2 separate regions of the Sus scrofa genome follow, and region 2 is linked to region 1. The links are chromatin contacts, called in public Hi-C maps. All regions are on one chromosome and are shown on one strand. Each heading gives the region's core, a stretch centred on a gene start, on an enhancer-like site or on the middle of the called end of the contact. The rest is flanking DNA. Distances are from core to core; before and after follow the strand shown.

Evidence for each region. Hi-C and Micro-C count contacts between places; a contact is called where the count stands out from the background.
Region 2: a Hi-C map of liver shows a contact between it and region 1, with 8 times the contacts expected there. The contact joins two enhancer-like sites. A contact is called at or near these places in 1 of 47 Hi-C or Micro-C datasets (liver) and 1 of 2 datasets of contacts at active chromatin or transcription factors (alveolar macrophages).

What each region holds. Positions count from the first base shown.
Region 1 is chr13:159,981,522-159,984,524 of Sscrofa11.1, reverse strand. No RefSeq gene overlaps it. Among named protein-coding and RNA genes, the nearest start is that of DCBLD2, 81 kb to the left of the region's middle. Within about 2 kb of position 1,449, at least 1 of the 83 cell types and tissues checked has an H3K27ac peak or open chromatin away from gene starts, as enhancers often do. A contact at or near this core is called in liver, where this site is marked.
Region 2 is chr13:160,177,172-160,180,174 of Sscrofa11.1, reverse strand. The region is part of intron 6 of ST3GAL6 (type 2 lactosamine alpha-2,3-sialyltransferase); the gene reads left to right. Among named protein-coding and RNA genes, the nearest start is that of ST3GAL6, 47 kb to the left of the region's middle. Within about 2 kb of position 1,589, at least 2 of the 83 cell types and tissues checked have an H3K27ac peak or open chromatin away from gene starts, as enhancers often do. A contact at or near this core is called in liver, where this site is marked.

The sequences.
Region 1 (3,003 bases), core at 200-2,699:
AGACACTACTAAGTCAAAGTTTGGGAGAAGGAAGGATTTATTCTTACTTGTAGGAACTAAGGAGAACACAGGGGATTGTTCCCAAAGAAAAATCTCTCTAAAGGGCAAAACTAAGGAAGTTTTAAGCTAAGGGTGCATGCATATTCATGAAGAGGCTTGAGCAAAGGAGAATTCAGCACGGAATTGGGACAAATGTCTTTGACAGAGCCCAAGCTTCAGCTGATTGAAATCAGATGGTTAACATCAGTATTCCATCCTCCACCTTGGTGTGGGCTTAAGCTCCTACAGAACTCAAAAGACCTGTATCAGGTTGTGGTGTATATTCCTTGAGGAGGAACTAGGATTCTGTCTTATTGCTGAACTATTGTTTCTTGACTGCTTTTCCTTTGTTCCTGCCTTCCCTTACTTTTCTTAAGAACAATGGTTGCTGAGACCTGTTCAAGGGCAATCATTATGGCCTGGCTTAGATCACAAAATGGCTTAGGCCAAAATAGCTTCTTTTATATCAAGAAAGCCATTCCTGGTTCTCTTTCTCCAAGGACCCCTTAACCTATCTTCTTACAATGAGGATAACAGGCAGATGTTATAACTGGTTCTAGAGAATCTGAAGAAACAGATACCTTTATAAATCAGGAATATGGAAATGAATGTGCAAATGGAGGCAAAAGTTGTTTCCCCACAGGAAGGAAAGGGAAATCAATTGAGTCTTTATTGGACATGACATGATTTGTATATCAATATACAAGAATTATTTTTCATTGTTACCACTTATCTTCAATTTATAGAGTTGCAAAAGAGCACAAGGATAACAGACTAGTATCAGATAATCCTGAGAGTGTTCTCTAGAGCCCAGGCGATGCATAGTTTTCAAGTACAACTTTCTTTCCTACAAGAGAGAATAATTTTATGCTTGATGTTCTTTCCTTTATCAGTTTTCTTAGAAAACAGGCATAAACCTCTGGGTTTCCATATCAGATTCTTATTATCTGTCTCACACAGAATACAATGAAATTGGGTAAGAATTTGCAGAATACACATATGAGATAGTTCATGATTAGAAGTTCTTTTCCCCAATTGTTTTATTTAACTGTGTGAAATATTCAATTTTCTCTTGTTCCTTAGCATTCATTATATCCATATAGCAAATATTTACCAATTACCTATTTATCTGGTGTCAGGTCTAAGAAAACAGAAGTAGATCAATGTCTCTGTTCTTAAGAAACTTAATACAACAGATATGAATTGTATTTCAGACACTCAGAGGTGTAACAAATATCAACATAATTTATTTTTTTTTAATCAAAATACTCTGAATCTGAGACTCAGACACCTGCTTGGCAAATCATTTAATCTCAGTCATTATACAGCTTTCATGATGCTCTGTGAAGGTCCCAATGGTAATAAAAAAAGCAAAATATTTGTGTGGCTTATCTATGGCCTTTGATCCTGAAGGGGAAAGTTGTGCAAAGCTTAGTAATTTAGTAGGCATTCTGGCTAGCTCATCTATGTGGACTCATCCCTGCTTTTGGCTGTTTTTGACTAGGTTATCTTACAGGTTCATAGAGATAGAAGTTAGCTTGTAGAATTTTTGTTGTTGTTGTTGTCTTTTTAGGGCCATACCCATGGCATATGGAGGTTCTCAGACTAGGGCTCGAATCAGAGCCGTAGCCACCAGACTACACCACAGCCACAGCAATGTCAGAACCGAGCCGTGTTTGTGACCTATGCCACAGATCACAGCAATACTGGATACTTAACCCACTAGTTGAGGCCAGGTATCGAACCAGAATCATCATGGATGATAGTTAGATTCTTTTCTGCTGATCCATGACAGGAACTCCCTAGGAGTTCAATAATGAAAATATTTCCTAAGGGCAGCCAAGAAAATGATTCCTGTTCATGGCAAGGCAAGAGAGTTTTGTCAGATAGAGAATATAAATCTCTGGAAGTCAAATTCCCATTTTATATACCTTACTGGTTCTCTTATTACTGAGTTAAATAAAATCCTTGATGTGTTCATTTTGTATTCACATGAGAGTGATGATTTTATTCTCTTTTAAAATGTGTACAGTCTGTTAACCTAAAAAACTATGCAGAAGGCTGTGAATAAGAGATTATTTGGGGTCTTAAAATAAATAAAACAAATACTAACAGACAAAAAGGGAGAAACTGATGGGAATACAATACTAGTAGGAGATTTTAACACCTCACTCACATTAAAGGACAGATTTTCAAGACATAAAATCAACAAGGCAACAGAGATTCTAAATCATATAATAAAACAGTTAGATTTAATTTATATTTTCAGGACATTACACCCTGAAAAAGCAGAATGTGCACATGGAACATCCTCTAGGATTGACTACACAATAGAGCACAAAAGGAGCCTCAACAAATTTAAGAATATAAAAATTATTTCAAGCATCTTTTCACAGTGGCATGAAACTAGAAATCAACATAAAACAGAAAAAGAAATGAGAAAAAAACAATTACATGAGACTGAACAACGAGTTACCAAAAAACCCCAATATTAATGATAAATCAAAGAAGAAGCTAAAAAATATTTTGAGGCAAATGACAATGAAGACACAACCATACAAAATCTGTGGAATGCTGCAAAAGGTGTTCTTAGAGGGAAGTTCATGGTGATGCATGCCTTATTTAGAACATAATATAGGTCAGAGAGAAAATAAAGTAGATATTAAAAAGCCAATAGATTATTAAACAGAAGAAAAAGGAAAAAAAATCAATAAAACCAAGAGGTCATTCTTCAAAAGGGTAAACAAAATTGACAAACCACTTTCCAGACTCAAAAAGAAGAAAAGAAAGAACCCAAATAAACAAAATCAGAAATGAAAAAGGAGAAATCTCCACTGATACTGCAGAAATAAAAAAAAAACACACATAAGAACACTATGAACAATTATATGTCAACAAATCTGAAAACCTCAGAGAGATGGACAACTTTCTGGTAAAACCAGCCCACTAAAATGAATCAAGATG
Region 2 (3,003 bases), core at 340-2,839, 200 kb before region 1:
AGTATTCCATTGTGTACATATACCACATCTTAATCCACTCATCTTCAATGGACATTTAGGTTGTTTCCATGTCCTGACTATTGTGAATAGTGCTGTAATGATCATATGGGTGCATGTATCTTTTTCAAGGAAAGTTTTGTCTGGAAATTGCCCAAGAGTTGGATTTCTGGGTCATATGGTAGTTCTATATTTAGTTTTCTGAGGTTCCTCCATACAGTTTTCCATAGCAGTTGTACCAATTTACATTCCCACCAAGAGTGTAGGAGGGTACCCTTTTCTCCACACCCTCTCCAGCATTTGTTATTTGTTGACTTGTTAATAATGGTCATTCTGACAGGTGTGAGGTGGTACCTTATAGTAGTTTCGATTTATAGTTCTCTAATAATTTGTGATGTTGTGCATTTTTTTCATGCACCTGTTGGCCATCTGCATATCCTCTTTGGAGAAACATCTATTCAGGTCTTTTGCCCATTTTTCAATTGGGTTATTGGTTTTTTTGCTCTTGAGTTGTATAAGTTATTTGTATATTTTAGAGATTAAGCCCTTGTCAGTTGCATTGTTTGAAACTGTTTTCTCCCACTCCATAGGTTGTCTTTTTTTTTTTTTTAATGGTTTCTTTGTTGTGCAAAAGCTTGTCTGTTTGATTAGGTCCCATTGGTTTATTTTTGCTTTTATTTCTGTTGCCTTGGGAGACTGACCTAAGAAAACATTTGTGCAGTTGATGTCAGAGAATGTTTTGCCTATGTTCTCTTGCAGGAGTTTGATGTTGTTTTGTCTTACGCTTAAGTCTTTAAGCCATTTTGAGTTTATTTTTGTGCATGGTTGTGAGGGTGTGTTCCAGTTTTGTTGATTTACATGTGGCTATCCAGTTTTCCCAAAACTATTTACTGAAAAGACTATCTTTTTCCCATTTTATATTCTTGCCTCCTTCGTCGAAGATTAATTGACCATAGGTGTCTGGGTTTATTTCTGGGTTCTCTATTCTGTTCCTTTGGACTGTCTGTCTGTTTTGGTACCAGTACCACACTGTCTTGATGACTGTGGCTTTGTAATATTGCCTAAAGTCTGGGGTAGTTATGCCTCCTGCTTGGTTTTTGTTCCTCAGGATTGCTTTGGCAATTCTGGGTCTTTGTGGTTCCATATAAATGTTTGGATTGTTTGTTCTAGTTCTGTGAAAAATGTCATGGGTGATTTGATAGGGATTGCATTGAATCTGTAGATTGCTTTGGGAATATGGCCATTTTTACCATATTAATTTTTCCAATCCAGGAGCATTGAATATCTTTCCAACTTTTTATAATTTAAAACTATGCCATCAACCTAGTCAATTTCAGTTTGTGATTGCATATCCACAGCAACCATACATTTTCTAATCTAAAGTGTATATAGCTTTCATCTGTAGAATATTCCTTTGTGTGGACCTTTGGCATATATGCTTTATGTCAGTTCTCTCTAATTTGTACAACCACCCTGTAAATTATCCTTGCTGATCTCCATTTTTGAAATTGAGAAACCAAGGCTAGGCAAACATACACAGTTTGTTATGGCTGGTAAATGCCAGAGCCAGGATGTGATCCTGGCTGGGTCTATTCAGTGCCTGGATGTTTGCTTTAAGAGTGATAATGGTTATACCTTAAATATTTGCAGAAAGCATCTGCAAATATTTGAAAAAATCCTTGGCCCTGTAAATGTGAGTTACTTAGGATTCTAGATGGTATGTGATTAGAAGTTTCATTCTTGGCTGGTTTTTATCTTAGAACTGGCCTGTGCTTTATTTATTTGCTTTCAGAGCCCTTTCCTCCACATGTATTCATCATCTGTATGTGCCTCACCCAGACTGTCTCCCCTCTTCTTGCTGACTTAGTCTGGTGACTCCCCACCGTTTCTCACTTTGTCACCGAGAATGCCACACTCACACCATCAACCCAGGTCAGGTTCTTCGTATCAGTAGCGTTGGGAGGGAGATAGGTGTGGGTGCCGAGCAGGGATTGAAAATCATGCTGATTGCACAAGGGTTCTTTGGTCTGAAGTTGTCAAGAGATGCAAATAACATCACTGTACAGTCAGAAATTCCTCAGGTATAGAGTGAATGGAAGATACCTGTGTAGGATCCTCCCAGCGTGAGCACAGTGAGGCAGTAGACACTCAGCATTGCCAAATTGCTTGTTTGACGTGTTCAGACTTGGCTCCTAGAGACTTCAGAAAGAGTATTTTGTTTGTTTATTTATTTATTTATCTTTTTGTCTTTTAGGGCCACACTCGTGGCATATAGAGGTTCCCAGGCCTACGCCAGAGCCACAGCAACACGGGATCCAAGCCGCATCTGTGACCTACACCACAGCTCATGGCAACGCCAGATCCTTAACCCACTGGGTGAGGACAGGGATCGAACCCGCATCCTCATGGATGCTAGTCAGGTTCGTTAACCACTGAGCCATGACAGGAACTCCAGGAGTATTTTGAAAGTAGGTAAGTGTATATTTATGACAATGCTATTTTCATTTATATATTAACTTTTAGGAGGAATTCACATAATAAATTTTATCTACACTCTACATTCTACATTTGCCTGAAACCCATGATACAACCCAAAGATAATACCAGGCCAGCTCATGCCTGAGCGATACATTTTAAGTAAATCCCAGAAAGGCAGAATACACTCAACTGCCTGTTGCTGTCTCACGGCAACTCAGTCTGTTCCCCAAGTAATTTTTTTTGTGTGTCTTTTTTTTTTAATGGCTGCATCTGCAGCATATGTAAGTTCCCAGGCTGGGGGTTGAATAGCCTACACCATGCCACAGGAACACCAGATCTGAGCTATGTCTGCAACCTACACTAAGCTCACTGCAACGCTGGATCCCCAACCCACTGATTGAGGCCAGGGATCAAACCCACATCCTCATGGATACTAGTTGGATTCATTTCTGCTGTGCCACAATGTGCACTCCCATTTTTGGTTGTTTCAAATCAGAATCCTTTACTTGAATCATGCCCTCAGTGGGG